Linked DNA regions of Mus musculus: region 1 is linked to region 2. The links are chromatin contacts, called in public HiChIP or PLAC-seq maps. All regions are on one chromosome and are shown on one strand. Each heading gives the region's core, a stretch centred on a gene start, on an enhancer-like site or on the middle of the called end of the contact. The rest is flanking DNA. Distances are from core to core; before and after follow the strand shown.

Region 1 (5,252 bases), core at 526-3,025, 180 kb after region 2:
CATTTAGACTAAACCTTGCCAGCATGTCTGAGTCTCAGCTTTCTTTATGAAGATAGAACTTTAAATGTTATACCTAAGTATCCTTTCAACTCCACTTAGAAAGTTCAAGAATATGTCTGATGTTGGGCTGAAGATATAGCTAGGTTAGTAGACTATTTGCCTATATTTACAAGGTTCTGGTTCAATCCCCAGGACTCCACAAACTGGCTATTCTGACTCTGCTTATAAATCTCTTGGGAGATTGAAGTAGAAATTCACGGTCATCTTCAGCTACATAGTGAGTTGGATACACAGCCTGGCTACATGAGATCCTGTTCTGCCTGATGGCTATAAGACCAGAGAGTTGTTGAACATGAGAGCATGAAAATTGTTATTTTTCATCTTAGCCCTAATGTTGTAGTCAGAAGGTGTAGCTGAAACTTGCTAATGAGATTGAAAACAATGAACTTACACAAATCCCTTAGCTTCTGTTCCTTGGCAGCTAGTTTCTATTATAAATTATAAATTACACGCACACTGTAATGCATGCTGTGGAGGAGGATGTTCAGGTGTTTTCATCTTTGAGTGTTTTCTTATGAATAGACAGACTAGACCCAAGTGAATTTCTGGGTTTTCACAGCAGGCAAAAGGGGAATGCACAATTGCCTTACATAGGCTGGCAATTTAAGAGTTATTAACTGGACTGTGGAATCTTATTGTTTTTTGTTTTGTTTTGTTTTGTTTTTTTCTGAGACAGGGTCTTTCCATGGAGGCCTGGTTGGTTTGGACTGTGTTTTTAGACCAGGATGTTCTCTAACTCACAGAGATCTGCCTGCCTCTGCCTCCTGAGTGCATACAGCTCCACTACCCAGCTGGACTGTACTTGTTTGTCTCGAGAACGTAAGTTCTCAAGAAAGTAACGATACTTTTCACTTAAAAATGGTGTTTAAGGTGATTAAAATGTATTTGTTATCTGTATGTGTGTAGGTATGTATGGGTGTGATCTGTGTACACAGATGTTCATGCTTTTATGTGCCCTCACAGGTGAGACATGGGGTGTCCTTCTCTATCAACCACGTTCTTCTACTCATTTAAATCAAAGTTTCTTGCTGAACCTGGGCAGAGGCTGGTGGCCAACAAGCCTCAGCAATGCTCTTGTCTTAGCCTTTCCTTGACAGCACTGGGCTTACAAACATCTCTGGACTCTGGAGATCTGTATTGAGGTTCTCATGGATAGATTATTAAGAAGTTTATTACATGCAGATTTTGTGCTATTATTTTTAATTAGGTGTATGTAAAGGTGTATATAGGAGTGTGTGCTTGAATGAGAGGGCCTGGGGAGCTAAGAAATCTAAGATCCCCTAGAACACGAGCTATAGACAGCTGTGAGACAGGAGTTGGGAAACAAACTATTTTCAAAAGCAGTAAGTGTACTTGACTCTTAAGTCACCTCTTCATACTCAGATTTATTACTTTAAGAACAAGTAAGCAGCTATTTTAAAACATATTCTGTTTCAATTTCTAATGTAGTTAATATGAATAGTTGTGACACACATAAGCAACATATTTGGTGGTCTCGTCATTTTTAGGGTGTGTAGGGTCTTTGACTCCCAGGGACGCCACACTGACCTCATCCTTTCCGTAACACACATGCCTCCTACCTGAAGGTTGTCCTGTGATTACCTACAGATTCCAGATCTCAAAGTCCACCTTACATTTACATTCCTTATCTTACTCCGTCACCCTTAAGCCTCTGACATTGTTGTCCACTCCCTTCCTGAAAACCTTTCTCCCTTTGATGTGAAGACAGTAAACCTCTCCGTATCTCTTCCTACTTTCACGACTTTCCAATCTTCTGTTTGCCCCTTGCCCTGTCAAGGCTCCGACCTAGGTTTTCTTTTCCTTTACCTTATACATGTCCCCTGGGCCTTCAAGGTTTTGTCTCTAGCTATATCCAGTGATTTCCAAGTGTGGCTTTGTTTCATGGGCTTTATGCCACCATTTCCCAATGCAGACTGACACCCAGCCAGCAACCTAAAGGGAAAGTGCCCAGCTGAACACATGAACTCTCCCTCCCTAAGTTCACTCTTTGACTTACACGCATGTTTTGCTCAATGTTATTGTTATGTATTTATTAGGAAACACATTTATTAGGAAACACAATAGCTTTTGAAAACAAGCTTGTGAAATTATCTTTGGTGCCTCTTTTTCCTCCTAATTGCTTACCAGAGTTTTTGTTCGAGCCCCCACAATTGTCATTGCCCTTTGAGCATTTATAATACTTTCAGCCCCCCTTGTGACCTGCAGGATAACACCTACACTGCTAACCAGCTGTAGTTCCTTGGGATCCTTTGGTTGTCTTGTTTTAAGCTGTCTCCTACCATTTCTACTTTCACTGTTTCTCAGACACACCTTTGACTCTGCTCTCACCATGTGGCTTTGGAATGTCTGTTTCCCTACTGTCAGAGGATGCACCCTGTGTATCTTTACTGCATCTTGTTTGTTCCAAATCTCTTGTTAAAGGTCAGCTCCTTTCTGAGGCCTCCACCCTCTAAGCACAATGCTATTTGCTTGCTTTCCCGTCCCCAAACTCCAGAATCACTTCATATCAGCCTTTATCATATCTCACTGTACTCTGGGTACTTATTTGCCTGTCTAATTCCTCTCTGGACTCTGATCATTGAACTATCTGCTCAGTGACTATCTTTGGCCACACCCTCTCATAGGCATGCAATTTGATTAGTTGGGTGGGTGGGGGTTCCTTCACTTTCTCTCTGAGTTAGCTCTAGACCTTCATCTCTCTCCATTTCAGACACAAAGGATGATAGCCCAATCACGAAGTGCAAAAATCATCAAAGAAAGATGCTAGTGATGCAGCTGAAATGAAGTTTCCCTCTCACAGACAGCAGAAGATTGTTCCTTAAACTCCTGTCATTTGCTTCCTTTTGTATATTAACAGTGTGAAACAAGATTTAGAGGCGGAGAAAAGAGACTCTGGATGAAGAATTCCTGGGAAAGAAAGGGAAATCAGAAGAGAGAACTGGGAAGAAAGCACCAAAGATGTGGGGGAGATGTGCACAAACAGGACCAAAGAATGGTGGCTTTACTACAAATTAGGAGTTCTGGGGAAGAGGAGATACAGGAACAAGAGGGGACCCAAGCACCATGCAGCTTCCAATTCTTTTCAGAGTTCAAGCTCAAGCTGGCTCTCTGACATTGTCTCCAAAACATGTGTGCCCAGTGCACGTGTCCATTTATGCCTTCCCAGGAAAGGACTTGGAGGTCAAAAGGCCTGGGCCCCACATTAGAAGAGGAAGATATGTTTCAGGGTCAAGGTGCTATCTTAGGAAGATGTCCAACTGATAACCAAGTTGTGATGAAGCTACTCCAATAATGACAGGTTTGGCTGCAAATATTGATGAGATATCTATAGGCCTCTCTATAATACTTGGTTTTCTTCACCTGGGATATTTCTGTGGATTTTAATAACTAACAAATTCTCACTCATGTCAAAGATCAGAAAGAACTCCTTTTCACAGAAAACATAAAAGATGGAAGTCTGCTTGTGCCAGAGTACTGGGTTGTCCTCTGATCACACACAGGTATGTGTGTGCTCATGTGAATACACACACACACACACACACACACACACACAATGTCAAAAGTATTACACTTAAGGATTTCAGCAGAACACAACTTCCAAACATATATTTTTGTGGTAGTTTTTTTTCCAGAAAAGGGAAGCTTATATTGACTAAAGTGCATTGAGAAGTTGAAAAGACTGCTTTGGATAACACTTAAAAGGGAGACATGTATTGTTACTGCACCTCTCCATAACCCACATACCATCATTTTAAAGTAAAAAAGGACACAGAAAATGTGTGCATTTTGCAAAGACATAAACTGTAATAACCCCCAATTCAACATTCTCTCCCATCTGTTTTAAGGATGTTGAAAATCCTGTTTTCATCTAGATCTGCTCAAGTCTCAACTGTTCCTTTCTCTCTAGCTTTCTAGTTGTTCTTAAATATCAATCTATCATTTCAGCATTTGGAACCAAGAAGTTTCTATCACCCACATAAGATTCTGTCAGCTCTGCACCACTCTTCATTGCTTCTGCCATGACAACCAACATCACTTTTCTTAAAGCATGTGTGGTTTGGCCTGAAGTATAGAGAAGGGATGGGGCAGCTGTGACAGACAGCTGGTGTCAGGAAAGTGAGGTCTACATGTACTCCTTTCTGAATGAGGATATCTTTTTGGTCTTGAGGTGTCCTGGGAGCCAGTCCACATACCTTCTCTACATTCAGGTTGAGGGGCTCAATAACTTCATGGCATAAGATTTGAGACATTTAGACAGAATATTAAAGCAGGTGGCAGGGAATAGCACTGCATTTGGCAGAAATGTCTCTGCCTCTATTTTCTGCTGTATTACTCACCAATACTCTCTATAAAATATACATTTATGATTAATGAAAAGAAGAGACACCTGGGCAAGTGTGAGACATTCTCACAAAGACACAATTCCATGTCACACTGAAGAGCAAAGCTCAGACCTCATATGCCTGGCTTCTTCCAGTGGGGACTTAGACAACAGTGTGGCTTAGGGCAGTGTTTGGCTTTTCTGCCTTCTGCAATGGAAATATTATAATGATTAAGGAGATTAAGCATTTGCCTCAAGGCTTGGCACATGGGAAGCATATATGTGTTAACTATTCCAGAAAGATCCTTACACATTTTTTTGGCACCTGATATGTCTGATGAAGTTATTAGCTCTCAAAGAAACATAGTGTCTTTTCATGAGCTCTTTCTAGAGGCTACTGGTTTTTCAGATTTTAGCCAGGTCACAGTTCGCTCAGATACCATCAAATTTCACTTTCAGTTCATAAAGAAACCAAATTCTTGAGATTAAAAAATAATAATACATTTTCTCTCGGGTTGCCAGGAAGCCGGTGGACATTCAGACCAAGTATGCTTCCCAAAAGCAGTTCACCATCTTTCAAAGCAAAAGAAAATGGGTTCTACCAGGAGAAACTGACAAAGGAGAAGCTCCATAGGTACTACAAGGATAGTGGGCTTCATGATGTCCAAGAAGGTCACTGAGGGCTCCTATGTGGGCAAGAAATGCCCCTTCACCGATAATGTCTCTATCCAAGGTCAGATTCTTTCTGGTGTTGTGACCAAGATGAAGATACAGGACTATTGCCATCTGTTTAGATCATTTCCTATAGGTCCAAAAATGCAATCCAATCAATTTCAGAAGTACCACAAGA
Region 2 (5,169 bases), core at 1,134-3,633:
CAGGTTTTGCCCTGACATTCACTTTCCATTTTTGCTGAGCTGACTTAAGTTCAGAGAAATTCTGGGTGCAACGGGGGAATCTATGAAGTCTCGGTATGAGTCGATCATTTACTAAAACAGGCTAGAGGAAGAAAAGGCGTTGATACAGAGGTAAGGAAAAGCACCAGAGCTGACTGACCTTAAGCAGAAAAGAGCACCTAATCCACACTCTAGTTCAGTTTTAATGAAGTCAAGAGAAGGATAATGACTCCATATTTGTCTAAGTTTCATGTGACATTTGGTCAGAAATAGTGCATATATTTCTTTTCTTTTACAATCAGGAAAGCGTATGACACTTCAATGAACCAAGAGGTTAGTATAGATTAAGATTTGAAACCTAAGGACTTAAAAAAATGCACAACATAGATGTACACATTAAAAATAAGAGAACTTGCCTTGTGAAATTCTTAATACATTTTAGAAAAAGTCACCATCTTGTTATCCAAAATTAAGTTTGGATAGAAAATTGCTCATTGTGACTTCCCCCCCAACAACCTCTCTACTTCCCTTAGCTCTCTTCCGCTTTTTACCCCAGAGCTTAGAGACATTGGGCTCCATGCTGCACCTCAGCTCTCAACCACTAAGGCACAGGACAGCTCAAGGAGGGAAGAGACGTGGGTGCTGTAAGTGCTTAGAGGAGTGGTGTGTAGAAGCAAGGGCGAAGAGACAGAAGGTGAAGAGGTACACCCGTCAGGGCAGATGATGAAAGGCCTGTGGCATGCACACAAACTCAATGCATTTTTCCATAGATGGTTAACACCAACACAGATGACTTTTATAAAGTACTTTTACCTACAATCAGTCTCTGTTTCGCAACAAATCTCAATGAGAAATAGTAGACAGTTACTATTTTACAGATGGAAGAAGAAATGCATAGAATACTTGAACAACAAAACCCAGGGCAGCTGGGGAAATTGGATGCCAGGGTAATTCCCTCCTTTTCAAAGGGTCTAACATAAGGAACTCAAGGCATCCTTCCACACCTGGTACTCTTTCAGGCAGGCACTCTCACTGTGGGACCTTAGAAAAGTATTATCAAGATCCTCCATCCCAGATAGAATGAAAAGGCAAAGAACACAGAGCATTCAGACAGCCCCAAGAAACATCTTCTGCTCTGTTGAAAGAGTCAAGAGGCACTGTCCAAACTCTTGCTTCAGGTCATCACCTGCTTCACTTAGGAAGTGATACATCATGGAGAGATGATTTCCAGGTGAGACTGTTATCCAGGGCCTCCTTAGTAGACATTTACAGTAAGCTTCTTACTATTCTTTTATGCATAGTACAAGAATCTCACATGATACAGAAATCAAGAACTATAGCTAGTAGCTGCATGCTTATAGGTATGTTGTTTTAGGCCAGGAACTAAAAATCCATCCAGTGGTGTTCACCGAGCAGCACACATAATAAACTCTGAATGAGACCAAGACTGGCATGTCTCCTGCTCAAGGATGACTTGCAACTTCGTGAAGCATTGAAAGTAAAATCCATGCAGCGATTACTATCCATTTCAGGGTTAGTTAAACAAAACCAACCTCTTACAAGTAACTGAAGACAGTCTTTAAGTTCCTTTTAAAAATGAAGATTTCAAGCCATCACATATTTGTACAAAATCCTCTGCGCATCTTCTGTGTGTGGTGTGTCCTTGGAGCTCCAAATGTGGCTTTGTAGGGAGGTAGGAGGCTCGGGTAGGCAGTTCCACAGTCTGTTTCTCCTGTGTCATCTTTCTGTAAACAATTGCAGTAGTCTTTATATTTTATCAAAATCAGAGCAAGGACAAAGTTTTCCAATATCTCCAAACTTGGTCAGGGCATCTGTGGTGTGTGCCGGCAGCCCAGACATAGTGTATGTGCAGAGCAGCCCACAGGAGGGTGGCTGAATCTAAGGCTGAAAATGAAGGGAGAGACCTGGAACGCTCACTTGCATCTGCAACAATGGGTCATTGTTAGGCCTGAGCTCTGTCAAACAATGGCCTTGATAGGACAAAACTCCTATGGAGAAGGATAGCTTTGCACCCTGGTACTTCAGGCAGCCCAGCTTGTTCCAGCTGTGTGCGTGCGTGCATGTGTGTGTGTGTGTGTGTGTGTGTGTGTGTGTGTGTGCGCGCGCGTTTGATTATTGGACCTACCTGCCATCTTCCCATGACTTCACGTCTTTGCACTTCTGGTGGTTCTCAGTTGGCCTCATTCCATGAAATGCAGCATTTGTAGCAGTCTTTATCTTTTTACATTCCTCTTTAGTAGGTCATAGTGTTTAAAAATGAAGAAAGCTTTCACACCTTCTACTTACACAAACGAGCATAACCTCTTGTTAATAAGTAATAGATTCATCACCTAAAGCTTCAGTGGTTTGGCAACTTAAAGCACAGCAAAGCTTTTCCTGGCAGTGTTAAAGTGGGGAGTACATTGTGACCTCAAGGCAGGCCGGCTTCAATGTGCTTGCTCCCCAGCTTCTCCAAGCTTGTGAGACTCCAGGCCAAGCAACTGATGGTGTTAGATGAAGAGTCTCAGTCTTTTCATCTCATAGAGGGACATATTGATCTGAGTTTGCCAAAAAATTGAATCTACCAGAAGGAGAGGCTTCTTTTTTTTTTTTTTAATGTTTTTTTTTTTTTTTTTTGCTTGTTTGTTTGTTTGTTTGGTTTTTGGTTTTTCGAGACAGGGTTTCTCTGTATGGTCTTGGCTGTCCTGGAACTCACTTTGTAGACCAGGCTGGCCTCGAACTCAGAAATCCGCCTGTCTCTGCCTCCCAAGTGCTGGGATTAAAGGCGTGCGCCACCACGCCCGGCAAGGAGAGGCTTCTTAAAAGGCTGTAGCAGACGCCTGAGCAGTTATTGATAGCTAGAGTTATACTTTGTTATTGATAGCTAGAGTTATACTTTTTTACAAGACCATTTTTGCAGTTGTTTTTTTAAAGGCGATATGTGCACTATACTGGCAAATACATAATATTTTTAAAGTATAGTGTATATATTTACTGTTTATTGGAACAACATATGTGAATAATGACATGAATTGTAGCTAAAAACAAAGACTCATATTTGATAATAAACTAAAGAAATTCATCTTTTAAAAATCTTTGTTTAACTAGCGTTTTCTTGGAAGGACAACTTATTTTATAACTCTGGATGGTAGTTGATCGAGTGCATTTTGCCCCACTGTTGCAAACCATATTATTTATGGCATATTCTTAGTGATGACCAAACTGGGGTCTCAGCCTGACCTGCAGGGCCCTCGGAATGTACAGTGAAGGCTCCAAGACTAGGATCACTTTTTCTACTTCCTGTGAAGTTACAAGGAATGAGGTGAAAAACACAAGTTAGTCTATTCCTGAAAATGCCTTCCAAGCATGATCTCTAGCTGCCTGAGCATCAGATATTCATCCCTCATGGAAGGGCCAATGATGATATAAATGATAACTGAAATGCCCATGTCGGGCAGTAAAGTTTCCTCAGCTCTGGGCTCTAAAGGTTCATTCTTCCTGTTACAGCAACTATTGAGTCTAAAATGTGCTTAGTACGAGCCCAGGCATCGGAAAGGGTCATCATCATGGTGCAGGTGCTTGCTCTTTCAGTACATTACATGTATTTTTTTCATTCAATTGTCACAATTTAGTTATCTCCCTCTTATGCTGAAAAGACACATTGAGAAGCCAGGTGTATGCTTAGTTACCCATTTTGTAAATAGCAAAGCCAAGATGATAATTTCTCTCTCAGAATGCCGTAGGCACTGAAAAATACCTGCAAATACATTTTACATATTTTTGTCTCCTAAGCAAATAAGATAGGTGTAATTAAGTGTCGCGTCCGCTCACAACCAGCGGCAGGACCACCAGTCCTTCTAATAGCAGTTTATTCAGCAAACTTCAGTCTTCATCTCTCTCGCTTCAACTTTCTCTCTCATCTTTCTCTCTTCAACTTTTCTTTTCTTCCTCTCTGACCCGGGCCTCTCACTCTTATATACTCTCAGCCCTCATCCACTCACAGCAGGCCACGTCACCTCACCAGGCACGCAGCTTCAGCTAATCAGGGCAGCAGGGGCATGTCTCCACCAAAATGGATTCGCCAGTATCCTGCTGCACCTGCGCAGCTCTCACGATGGTTGTGGCTTATTTTCAGGTATATGAGGAAGTCAGGTGCAAGTCATAAGACTTAGCTGCAGTCCCTGGCGCCTTCTTGGGACTGCTGCCACACCCGCTCCTTACAATTAAGAATCATTAAAACATATTTTTTCTGGAAAAAAATCAAAGAGTTTAGTTTTTCTAAATCTGACTTATGGAAGATATAAAAGGGCATTTTCTGGGGGAATGTCTAAGCTTCTCAGGAGTTAAACATTGCTGGTGAGTTATGCTCCCTGTCTGTTCTTCCAGGCACTTCCTGAACCCATGGTGGACCCTGCTCCTTCCCCTCCCTGTTAATAATGAATCCTTCCATTTCTTGCCTTTTATACAAAGTATCTGGAACTTGGGGCTGAAGAGTTGGCTGAGTGGGTAGTGTTTGCTGTGCAGGTATGAGAGCTTGAGTATGAATTCCCAGCACCAACATAAAGGTTGGGTGTGTGTTTTATATATGTGACCTCGGTACTGATGAAACAGAGACTGAAAAACCCTGGGGACTTGTAGACATGCCAAAGTTCATGCTCTGTGAGTGCCCTGTCTACAAAAGGTTGGTCAAGAAATTTCTGCAGATGCACGGCATACCGTTTCTTTCACTTCATCCCCATCAAACTTTCAAGCAGTAACTACGGTCTTTGAACTTTTTACCAGAACGGTGTGGAGATTCTGGTCTGTAACTTGACTATTGAAAGGCATGTTCTGTTGCTGTGAAAAAACACTGACCAAATAAACGTGTGTGTGTGTGTGTGTGAGGGAATTTGGCTCATACTTCCATATCACAGTTTATCATCCAGAGAAGCCGAAAGCCAAAGCAGGAACTCAAGGCAGGAACATGAGGACAAGAACTATAGCAAAGAGCGTGGAGGAGCAGAGCTTACTGGCTTGCTCCCTGGGGCTTGTTTAGCAACTCCAGGACCATTTGACTAGGAAGGGTACCTCTCACTGTGGTCTGGACACTTCCATGTCTCTCTGTCAATGATCAATCAAGAAAATGGCCCACAGACATGCCCACAGGCCTCA

Evidence for each region. HiChIP or PLAC-seq counts read pairs in DNA pulled down with a chosen protein or histone mark.
Region 1: a contact with region 2 is called in an H3K27ac HiChIP or PLAC-seq map of extraembryonic endoderm stem cells. The contact joins two enhancer-like sites. A contact is called at or near these places in 4 of 39 promoter capture datasets (the HPC-7 cell line, embryonic stem cells, hematopoietic stem and progenitor cells and 1 more) and 4 of 115 datasets of contacts at active chromatin or transcription factors (differentiating embryonic stem cells, embryonic stem cells, extraembryonic endoderm stem cells and 1 more).

Annotation. Positions count from the first base shown.
Region 1 is chr1:4,534,969-4,540,220 of GRCm38.p6, reverse strand. No RefSeq gene overlaps it. Among named protein-coding and RNA genes, the nearest start is that of Gm22307, 8.6 kb to the right of the region's middle. Within about 2 kb of position 1,775, at least 18 of the 459 cell types and tissues checked have an H3K27ac peak or open chromatin away from gene starts, as enhancers often do. A contact at or near this core is called in extraembryonic endoderm stem cells, where this site is marked.
Region 2 is chr1:4,719,630-4,724,798 of GRCm38.p6, reverse strand. No RefSeq gene overlaps it. Among named protein-coding and RNA genes, the nearest start is that of Mrpl15, 64 kb to the left of the region's middle. Within about 2 kb of position 2,383, at least 24 of the 459 cell types and tissues checked have an H3K27ac peak or open chromatin away from gene starts, as enhancers often do. A contact at or near this core is called in extraembryonic endoderm stem cells, where this site is marked.